3 separate regions of the Sus scrofa genome follow, and regions 1 and 2 are each linked to region 3. The links are chromatin contacts, called in public HiChIP or PLAC-seq maps. All regions are on one chromosome and are shown on one strand. Each heading gives the region's core, a stretch centred on a gene start, on an enhancer-like site or on the middle of the called end of the contact. The rest is flanking DNA. Distances are from core to core; before and after follow the strand shown.

Evidence for each region. HiChIP or PLAC-seq counts read pairs in DNA pulled down with a chosen protein or histone mark.
Region 1: a contact with region 3 is called in an H3K27ac HiChIP or PLAC-seq map of alveolar macrophages. The contact joins the promoter of MINDY2 here to the promoter of RNF111 in region 3. A contact is called at or near these places in 1 of 5 promoter capture datasets (fetal skeletal muscle), 1 of 47 Hi-C or Micro-C datasets (heart right ventricle) and 1 of 2 datasets of contacts at active chromatin or transcription factors (alveolar macrophages).
Region 2: an H3K27ac HiChIP or PLAC-seq map of alveolar macrophages shows a contact between it and region 3. The contact joins the enhancer-like site here to the promoter of RNF111 in region 3. A contact is called at or near these places in 2 of 5 promoter capture datasets (fetal liver and liver), 15 of 47 Hi-C or Micro-C datasets (alveolar macrophages, embryonic fibroblasts, heart right ventricle and 6 more) and 2 of 2 datasets of contacts at active chromatin or transcription factors (alveolar macrophages and skeletal muscle).

The regions. Positions count from the first base shown.
Region 1 is chr1:113,257,336-113,260,603 of Sscrofa11.1, forward strand. It overlaps MINDY2 (ubiquitin carboxyl-terminal hydrolase MINDY-2), which reads right to left and starts at 1,426. Exons shown (of 9, transcript XM_021094542.1): 1 at 362-1,426. The coding sequence starts at 1,231.
Region 2 is chr1:112,891,968-112,895,541 of Sscrofa11.1, forward strand. All of the region lies in intron 26 of MYO1E (unconventional myosin-Ie), which reads left to right. Among named protein-coding and RNA genes, the nearest start is that of CCNB2, 48 kb to the right of the region's middle. Within about 2 kb of position 2,289, at least 7 of the 83 cell types and tissues checked have an H3K27ac peak or open chromatin away from gene starts, as enhancers often do. A contact at or near this core is called in alveolar macrophages, retroperitoneal adipose tissue and subcutaneous adipose tissue, where this site is marked.
Region 3 is chr1:113,057,755-113,061,374 of Sscrofa11.1, forward strand. It overlaps RNF111 (E3 ubiquitin-protein ligase Arkadia), which reads right to left and starts at 1,852. Exons shown (of 14, transcript XM_013992925.2): 1 at 1,452-1,852.

The DNA.
Region 1 (3,268 bases), core at 176-2,675, 200 kb after region 3:
GTGATAAAATCAGTAAGAAGCAATAACAGGAAAATACAGTTTAAAAACGGTCAAAGGGTTTAGGATGCGCTAAGTCCTGGTAGTTTCTAAGTATATCAGCCACCGCTGAATGCTGAGCTCTAACTGTTAAACACTACAAGAGACCCGAGGTTGCCCGCAAGTGCAATTCTTTCTGATATACATATGAGAATATTCTTTCACCGAGAGCGTCTCGAAATGAGTTTCATGTAAGAAGAAAAGGGGACTGACTAGTGAATGAGGAAAGAAAGGAAGAAGCCATCAGCTGACATGCAGCAGCTCCCTTACCCCGTTTTTCCCCCCTCCCCAAAAGCTGCAGGAAATAGAAAGCTACGGAATGTACCTTCCAGGCCAGAAGCAAAACATTGAGGATGGCCAGCAAAGGGCAGGGGCCATTCTCATTCTGGGTGATGATGGGTGTGTTCTCCTCCTTCCACTGGATCCACTTGATGTGATAGACAGACTGTCCCGGGAAGCGTTCCTTGGAGGCCGCCAGCACCTGAGCCGCCTCCCCCTCCTCCTCCTCCTCCTCCTCCTCCTCCTCCTCCTCCTCCTCCCGGCACAGAGGCACAGCCCCCGGCAACACCGCCGCGCCCTCCTCCTCCTCGGGGACCCTGTTCTCAGCTCCTTCCTCACTATTAAACTCGGAGCTACTGGGAAAAGAATGCAGGTTAGAGAACGATTCCAGGGAGTCCAGGCTCGGCGATTCCCCAGGAGGACTCGGGTCGCTGCAACTGCTGCTGAGGCCGCCGCCGCTGCTGGGCTCCTCGAAGCCCGCGGCCGTCGACCCTGCCCCGCAGGTGCCTGCGGGATCCCGGCGGGCGCCCGCGTCTCCGGCCGGACCCAACCCATGGCCGGCTCCGGCCTCGGCAATCTCTGGGGAGGCGGTCACCTTGTGCTGCCCTCTCAGAGGCGCCTTCTGAGCAGCACGACTCTCCAAATCGCTCTCCTTCAAGTCCACACTTGGGAGGGAGCTGCAGGGTACAAGGACCGGAGGAGAGCCGGAGGGAGAAACCGAGTCCGAGAGGCTCCTCCCGGCGGCCGCCGCCCCCTGCCCATTCCCGCCGCTGCTCTCCGCCGCCCATACTCCAGGACCATCCCCAGCGGAAAGCCTGGTGTCCTGTCGCCCTTCCTGTGGAGAACCTGTCTCTGGCACTGGCCCGGTGGCCACCCCATGTTCTACCGGCTGCAGGCTTTCGGGGCCGCTCTCCATACCCAGCTGCCCGCCCCTTGCTCTAAAGAAACCGCGGTGGGTTCTCCTCAGACAGCGCCACGGACGCCATGACAGCGGCACTGGCAGCTACAGCGCCCTTGCGCGGCCTCGGCCAAGCACGTCACGGGGGAGGGCACCGGGAGCGCGCGAACGCGCGCGCCGCTCTGTTTGCCTGCCCTGAACAGGCCTGCGCGTGCCCGCGTGCCGCGGGGTGAGGGTGTACCTTGCCGCGGCCTCCCACGCGGCCCCGCCTCGCGCGCGCGCTCCCGGGCTCGCACTAGGAAGGCGGGGCGTGGAGGGCGTGGCCAGGGGAAAAACATCCTCTCATTTTGTGGCCGGAAGTTGAACTCCGGGGCAGCTAGACCGCGCGCGGCTTCTTTAAAGGCGAGCGGGGAGGCGGACTGTTCGGGTGTGACCCTTGGGAGCCGGGTCGTGTGTGGTTCAGCCTTGGGATCAAGGATGGCAGTGGTTGTAGAACTTGGAAAACAGCTCGTCCCTGAAGGGCTCAGCAGATTTGTTTCCTCAGTGTGTAATTTGGAAAATTGAAGGAATTTCTTACGAGATGCAGATTTTAAAAGGCCGGGATCCACTTGAGGCGTTTGGATGCCTACACTGCACAAATTCCAGTCTCCCTTGGTTCTGGCTGAGAAATGCTGTGCTCTTCACCAGCTACTGGTGAAAACGTTCTCCCTACAGGAGGCATCAGTGCGGTTGTGGATATTGGCCTGCTCAGAGAAAAAAAAAAAAAAAAAAGTGGGTAATGTGGGCCAATCATAATAAATTAGCTTGTGTTTGCATTAGCCAAGTCCTTGCGGTTTTGTTAACTTGGCCTCATTTTGCATGGAGTGGGAAAGTGCCTGTTCCTGAAAAAGTGATTTTGCTATTGAGAATCAACTCCTCTAAAGGCCATTCAGTTTTCAGAAAGGGTAGACAGAGTAGGCTGCAGGTTTTGTTAGTGACAAATAAAAGGGGATTTGAATCCTACTCTGACCTGCTCCCACAAAGGTTTTTGTGTGTGTGTGTCTGGGGTTTTTGTTTTTTGGGTTTTTTTTTTTTTTGTCTTTCAACATTTTCTAAGTTCTGGGGATCCAAAAATTGACAAGACAGGTCTTCCTTCTTAGTCGGATATATAAATTCTTGATCCCTAATATAATGTGGTCTTCTTGTATCTCTTGGTTAGACAAAATTACTTAGTGTTTCAGTCATTCATTTAACACGTCTCCCTCCCCAATACATTGCTGGATACATTGTTGGGCACTGGGGATGCCATGATGAATAAGAGAAAGGGCTCCTAGCTTCTTGAGGTTTACTGCCTAGTGGTCTTATTACGACATTTTAAATATTTGGGAATTACCGTTTTCTGATAATGCAGAAGATGGAGCTCCTTCCACATGATATAATATTTATCCAATTCCTGTCAAAGGGGAAATTTTGAAAAATAATAGAAAGCTTCTTCAGAATATTGAATTTAGGAGTTTTGTGGGTTTTTTTTTTTTTTTTTTTTTGGTCTCCAGGTCAATCTGTAAGCAATAAGTATTCTTGTCCAAATTTTTAAAAATGAAATAAAACCCAGGAGTTCTGTGGTGTATTGTGTTAAGGATGCAGTGCCTTGGGTTGCTGCTGTGGCATAGGTTTGATCCCTGGCCAGGAGAACTTCCATGTGCCACGAACCCTGCCTCCCCCCCAAATTAGAATTTTTTCCTTAAAAGGAATTACAAAAGTTAACAGAATAAGACATATATTCCTGGATTAAGACTTTATAGTATTTAAGGTTAAGTACAAACTGGAATATTACAGATTTCAGGAAGTTCAGAATTTAGCATGATGCCTTGATTATAAAAAAGGAAAATTGTAAAGGTGTATTACATGAATAAATTGAATGAATGAATTATTTACAGGCCAGAAACCATAGTAGGGCCAAAATTCATGAAACATGCATCTCATAATGGCCTTTCACTTTTTTTTTTCTTTTTTTTTTTCTTTTTTGGCCATCCCAGCACATATGGAGTTCCCTGGCCCGGGATCAGATCCCAGCCT
Region 2 (3,574 bases), core at 1,039-3,538, 170 kb before region 3:
AGCTCTCCGAAAGCCTCTCCTCGTTATTGATTGCACAGGATCGCCACCTAGTGGTGGAGGGAGATTGCCTGGGTTGAAGGTTGAGTCTGTCCGACCAAACTGAGGAAATGAAATAAATGGCTGTTCTCGCCACTGACTGATGTTTGTAGTGGTTTCCAGGCCTGCAGTGTGGTGAAGGAGTGAGACAGTGATCGCCCCTCAGTGCTGGCTTCCTATGTTCCGAGGTGCATCTGACAGGATCTTGCTGAGAACACTCTGTAAAGCCTTCTTAGAAAAACAGCCCGGGACCATTGTCTGAATCCCCTTTTTTTAACCTGTGAAGATACTGATCCCTAAAGAGGCGAAGTAATGGGCCCAAGTCACATGTCGGCCAGCGGCAGAGCTGGGCCTCAAACCAAGTGCACTGATTCTGACTCAAGCCAGTGCCCTTCTGCTCCTCCTTCATAACTCAGAACATGCAGCCTGAGGCCAGTCTTCAGCCTCATGCCAGGTCCAGGGGCTACAGTGGTGAGAACAGGCCTCACCCCCGTGGAACTTACTGTCCTGCTGCATTGATAACCCCCCACCTCACTCTAAGCAGGTGCACACTATCAGAGGATGCTGCAGGCAGTGAGACAAGATCCAAAGGCTGAGCAAGCATTAGCAGTGCTGGTTGGGGGTGAAGAAAGGGACCAGACAGGTTAATGTGGCTGGAGTCCTGGGAGCCTAATGCATATGCATCATGCCATCCACTGATGAAGCCAGCAGGAAATTCCAGAAACCCATGTCAGTCATTTCATGGGAGTGTTGTGAGGTTATATGAAGCAGTGTCTGAAAATACCCAGCATAGCTCCTTGTTCAGAGCTCCAGGCAGGGGCTCCCAGACCACATCCCATCCTTTGATACTCACAAGAAGAATGAAGACATACTTGAAGACATACTTAGATGTGAGAATGAGACAGGAGAGACCAGTGAGAAGGAGGGCTTTGCTGTAACTGGCTTACTTTACCAAGGTGCTGCCCTACTGGAACAGTTGTACCCCTTCTGGTCACAGAGGACATTTAAACAGGAAAGAGCCACCATTTATGTCAATGTAGGTTAGCCTTCTCTGGACATTTCATACAAGTAGAGTCATCCTTCTTTTGTTGAATTTACACCTAAGTATTATATTCTCTTTGTGTATTGTAAGTGGAATTGTCTTCTCAATTTCATTTCTGGATTGTTCATTACTAGTGCCTAGAAATACAGTTTATTTTTATACGTGGGATCTTGTGTTCTATAATCTTGCTGAATTTTTTTATTCTAACAAGGTTTTTAGTGTATTTCTTAGAATTTCCTCTATGCAAGATCACCTCATCTAGAGATACAGGTATTTTCACTTTTTTTCCAATCAGAATGCCTTTTATTTTTCTTGACTAATTGCTCTGACTAGAGCTTCCAGTGGGCATTGAACAGAATGAGTGAGCTGATATTCCTGCTTTGTTCCCAATCTTAGGGGGGAAGCATATTTTTCACAGTAGATATGATGTAGGATAGGAGTATATGGATGGCGGTCCTAACCCCAACCAAGGCTTAGACTTGTATGAAGAAAGGAAGACGCCAGTGTGGCCTGCAGCGGGCCGGGAGGGAGCAGGGCCACACCTGGCAGGGATTTTGTAGGACAGGAGTGGAAAGACGCTGTCAGAAGGGTTTTCAGTGGACAGCGAGGTGAACAAATAAGGGTTGAGCTGGGATGATGTTCAGGAAGCCCCAAAAGGAAGCAGCTGGGAAGGGGGAGGGAACTGGGCAGCCTTAGGCAAAGCTAGAGGCAAATGGACACTGGAAGAAGGGGGTGACTCCCAGGATGGCTACAGGCAGGGAGGCCCTTCCCTTCAGAAAGTCACCCAGCTCTGTCTCCACACAGAGGGGCCTCCTGCACAGAAAATACATCTAGGTCCTAGTATTTATGGGCTCCAGCCACCTCATCAACCTGCATGTATGGTGATAGGTTTCTTCCCCTGGACATGAAAGAGGCCAAATCTCCATCTGTGAATATTTAGAGAGTATGTTTGTGCCTATGTTCATGTGCTCCCCACCCCCAACCCTGCTCCCTAGAACTGCTGGGCGGGAGGCTTCCTCCTTCCCAGAGTGTTCTAATGCACACTCTACCCCCACTCCCCTCTATTCCTGTTGCTGGGAAATCAGATGACTTCTGGGATAAGGCTAATGGCTCTTATTAACCAAATGCTGACACATCCCTAATACATAGGTTGCTTAATTAATCTGAAAGCTGTCCAGCCAGCTTTCAGAGAAGCAAGCACTTCTCAAGCAGGGAATGGGGATTTCCAATAGACGAGGAAGGAAATGATGTCACGCTAACCCTTTATACAATGTCTTTCCTCTATGATAAAAGAAAAGTGCCTGGTGGAGATGGGATACTTCTCACTTCCTGAGAAGAGTGGAGCCTGAGTTACCTTGGGCTTCACTCCCCAGCCCTCAAGGAACCCTGCTCCTGCTGGGGACAGTCCTTCACTCAGCTGGCAGCCAGAGCCCCCTCACCTCCAGCCACCCCCTCGTGATCCGACTTGCTCAACAGCACCCAGTAGCATCTATTATTTCAGGACCTCTGCAAGGATAGTGGGGCTCTGGCCTCTTCAGAGCACAGATCAAAACTGGGTGTGCTTTTTCCTTCCAGAACTCAGACCCCAGGACATGCCCTCCCTTTGCCTCCCTCCTGCCACAGGTATTAACAGGCCCAGTCAGACCGCACAGCCAGCCCCTCTTAGAAGAAATCTTAAGTTTCTTCCATAAGCAAATGAATGTAGGCTTTGCTTTGGTTAGTCCTTAAGCAAGGAGATGTTTTCTATAGTTCTAGTTCCTAGGTGCATTCTGTAAATGCTTTTTATGAACATACTTAATAAATAGTTGTTCCAGACATGTTTAAAGATCTCACTAATTAGGAACAAGTTGTAGTTACATGCCTTTGAGACAACGTACAAAGGGGACTAGAGGAAGCAGAGTATACAGAAAGAATACATTTAAAGCTAGAAGACCTGGATTAAGGATTCAGTTGGAGATGTATTTGATGATCATGACCAGGACAAGAAAGTAAGGGGTAAAAGTGAGGGATGTTGCTCAACCCCCTACAGGGCATAGGACAGCTCCCGCAACAAAGAATTATCTGCCCAAAGTGTCAACAGTGCTGATGTTGAGGAATTACTTTGGATAAACTTTTGCAAAAAGCAGTTTTTTGGTATTGAAATTGGAATCACCCCAAATGACCATCAACCATAGACTGGATAAGTAAATTGTGACATATTTGTGCAATGCAATAGTATAAAGCAATGAGAATGAATCAATCACAACCATATGCATCAACAGTATTCATCTCAAAAATGTAATTGCAAGGGATTCATTTTATATTAGTTAAAAAAAAAAAAAACCAGGCAAACTACGAGTGTTGTTTAGATATACTTACATGCACGGTTCCCGTCGTGGCACATCGGAAATGAATCCGACTAGGAACCATGAGGTTGCAGGTTCGATCTCTGGCCTCGCTCAGTGGGTTAAGGATCCAGTGTTGCCATGAGCTGTGGTGTAGGTCGCAGATGTGGCT
Region 3 (3,620 bases), core at 602-3,101:
GTTCACATCAATTTATAAACAGCCTCACCAGTTCTTAGAATATTACTCTGAAACTGTAGTGGCAAACAAATGCTCAGGAGAGAAACGTCATTTGTCCAAGGTTAAATGACAAGAAATGGACAAAAGTGAAATAATTCAAGGCTTTAAAAAAATCAATTTAAGATTCTCATAAGAGTGAAAAAGGATTTCTTTCTCATCCCATCAGTTTTGTTTCACAAACATAACCAAGCACTACATACAGTTCAGTATGAAAAACAACACGGTGTACATTGACATGAAGATTTTTACTAAATAAAACAAAGTAACAAAATGTCAAAATGTAGATGTCACCCTAACAAAGATAAGCAAAAACAGTATTATAGAGCTTCTATGTAATATCGAAATCGCATTCTAACATTTGAAAGCAATGACACAAAAAACAAAAATGGGAAAGGAAGTAGAACCTTAGCTTATCTTTTCCACAGTCTGTTCTTTTCGGCTGAAGGGGTCTCCAAAACAAGAACATTAAACATAAAACTTCAAATGAAATAAAGTCTAGATTAAGTCAAACTTTAAAAAGCTATAAGAACTATAAAATGAAGTCTATGTCAGCTGGCATCTTACTACCCCAAAGAGTTCTAAATTCATACTGTAGAGAAATCAAGAAACAGGAAAGCATGCAATACAATGGAGTCACCCCACACTACAAACATGAACAAATTAAAAGAATACCCTATACTTCCTGGTATTTTTTAAATGTTAGACTTGCTGAAACTAAAACAATTTTGTAAATTAATCCTTCTTCGATTTTTACAAGAGGATTATTTAAAAAAAAAAAAAGACTTGCGTTAAACTTATCTACTATAACTTACGAACTACGGTGACAAACCTCCATTTTTTCAGCACGGAAGAAATATTTCCACTACAGCACTGTCACTGACTCTGATAATTATCTAAGGTCAAAACTGAAAATATCAATCTTCTTTTAAAGAGCAACAAGCCAACTCTATACAAAATCTGACGCGTCTGTATTTCTGCTGTTCCGCGGTCTACGTTTCCTTGATCAGAGAAGAAGGCAACTCCCTAACCGTCAGGGCTGACTTAGCGCCCCCCAACACCCCGGGTGCGGGTTACCTCCGTCACTCCATTGTCAAATCGCACTCCCACGCTCAGTCCTCAGCCCCCGTCCTAAGACTCCAGGGAAGTCGAAAAAGGGAAAGAAATCCCCTCACCCACAGTCCCTTTCTGAGAAGTGTGGGTGTGTCGGTAGACGAATGCTTTGCTCAAACACAATCAGATCTTCTGCGGACACCCAGACCCTAAGTCACTATGGAGCCAGCAATAACCGGCCGGTCGCCGACCCTAGCCTGCCTCGGCCGCAGCCCTTCCTCTTTCTCCCCTCCAGTCCGGCCCCTCCCCCGTTGCGCGCACGCGCGGCCTCCAATCGATCCCCTCCCCCCCGGCCCCCTCACCTTAATCATTAGCTACCCTCTTCCCAGGCTCCGGGAATCACTGGCCCAGGAAGGAAGACAGAAGATGTAAGGGGGGAAGAGGATGCGTCGAGAACCAGTGATCTGCGCCTCAGCTGTTGGCCTAATAGGCCCCTACAGTCAAGAGCAATGTCTGTCACCGCCACCAAAACTGTACGAGCGGCAGCGGCTGGTTCGGCCCAGCTGACCCGGCTTGGGTTCAGAATGCCTAATTTGGTCCCACAGGAACTCCTTCCGCGAAGCTGCGGGCTCTTCTATGCTGCCCAGACCGAACACCTCGCCACCGTCGCCGCCACTGCTGCCGCTCTCCGGCCACCGCCGCCGCCGCCGCCTAACCAATCCCTCCTCTCCCGAGCAAGCACGACACTCGGGGGCTTTACGACAGTTCGCAAAGTAAGAGCGCAGCAGCCTTCAAGCCTCTATTAACATCTGTTTGTTTCTGCGCTTGCTCAGATTCTAGTTTCTCACCGTCCCGCCCCCTCTTTCCTGGCCCTCCCCCTTTGTACTCGCTTTAACATTTAGTGGGCGAAACCTAACGATGTCATAAAGCTCATTATTTTATTTTTCATGGTGAAACATGTCAGTATTTAGGCAAAATACTGACTACATCTTGGCTGATTTTTTCATAACGAAAAGTTAACAACTAACCGAAGGTTTATTGACTATACTTAACTTACAGTTGAACAAAAACATAATTCTTTAGTGTCTTTCACAGCAAATGATACTCAAATCATACTTGCCATCATAAAGATCCTGGTACTTCACCGTTAAGATGAATTTACTTCCGTAATCAGATCAAAAGTAGTAGTAAATGTCCTGGGAACTAACCGTACATATGCCTTTTAAGTATTTTATAAAAATCAGTAGTTAGCAAATGTTTCATTATGTGCATTAGAAGGATGTAGGGAAAGAGGATGTAGGCTTTGGAATCAGATTTCCTTCCAAATCCCACTGATACCAATTAACAGCTGTCTAATTGATTACAGACTTTTGTAAATATTTCCAAAGGAAAGGAAGGAAGGAAGAGAGGGTGGGAGGGACGGGAGGAAGAAAAGAAAGAAAATATCAATTATACTTCAATTTTTAAAAAATGAGGGTTTCCCGTTGTGGCTCAGCGGTAGCGAATCCGGCTGGTGTGGGTGTGGGTCCCTTGCCCCGCTCAGTGGGTTAAAGATCCAGGGTTGTGGGGAACTGCGGTGTAGCTCACAGACAGGACTCAGGATCTATGTGGCTGTGGCCGGCAGCTGCAGCTCTGATTAGACCCCTAGCCTGAGAACTTCCATATGCCCAAGGTGCCTGCTGCCCTTAAAAAAAAGAAAAAAGAAAGAAAGAAAGAAAAAAGTCTAAATCAAAAAAAACTTCAGTTTTGTTCTCTAAAAACTAAGGTAATATCATTTACCTCAAAGGGTTCTTGTGAGATTAAAAGAGTTCATGTAATGCTTCAAACATTACTTACCAATTAAGTTTTCAATAAACATTGATTCCTTTCTTTTGTCATCAACTTATCTTTCTCAATACCCCTTCCTTTGTCTATATTCTCCATATTGTTAAATGAAGAAAATATTTTAAAATAATAATGTTAATAAACAAGAAAGGGTAACAGGTTTTGTAGGTTAACCAGAAAAATATTGAACCAGGATTTTATTTCAACCCTCATACTTTCTCACTCTAAATATAAAATTCTCCCTCATCCTATCTACTGCCATGGTTTTAACTATTATTGACTCATGACTCTCAAAGTCATGTATTTCCAGACCTAACGGTTACTCTAAAGTTCTTCAATAAGGTAAATACTGACCACATGTAGGTGTTGAGCATTAAAATGTGGCTAGTACAAATTGAGAAGAGCTGTAAGTGAAATTTATACATCTAATTTCAAAGATGCAATATAAAAAATTGTAAAAATCTCAATTTTTTTGTCTTTTTTTTGTTGTTGTTGTTGTTATTGTTGCTATTTCTTGGGCCGCTCCCGCGGCATATGGAGGTTCCCAGGCTAGGGGTTGAATCAGAGCTGTAGCCACCGGCCTACGCCAGAGCCACAGCAACGCGGGATCCAAGCCGCGTCTGCAACCTACACCACAGCTCACGGCAACGCCGGATCGTTAACCCACTAAGCAAGGGCAGGGATCGAACCCACAACCTCATGGTTCC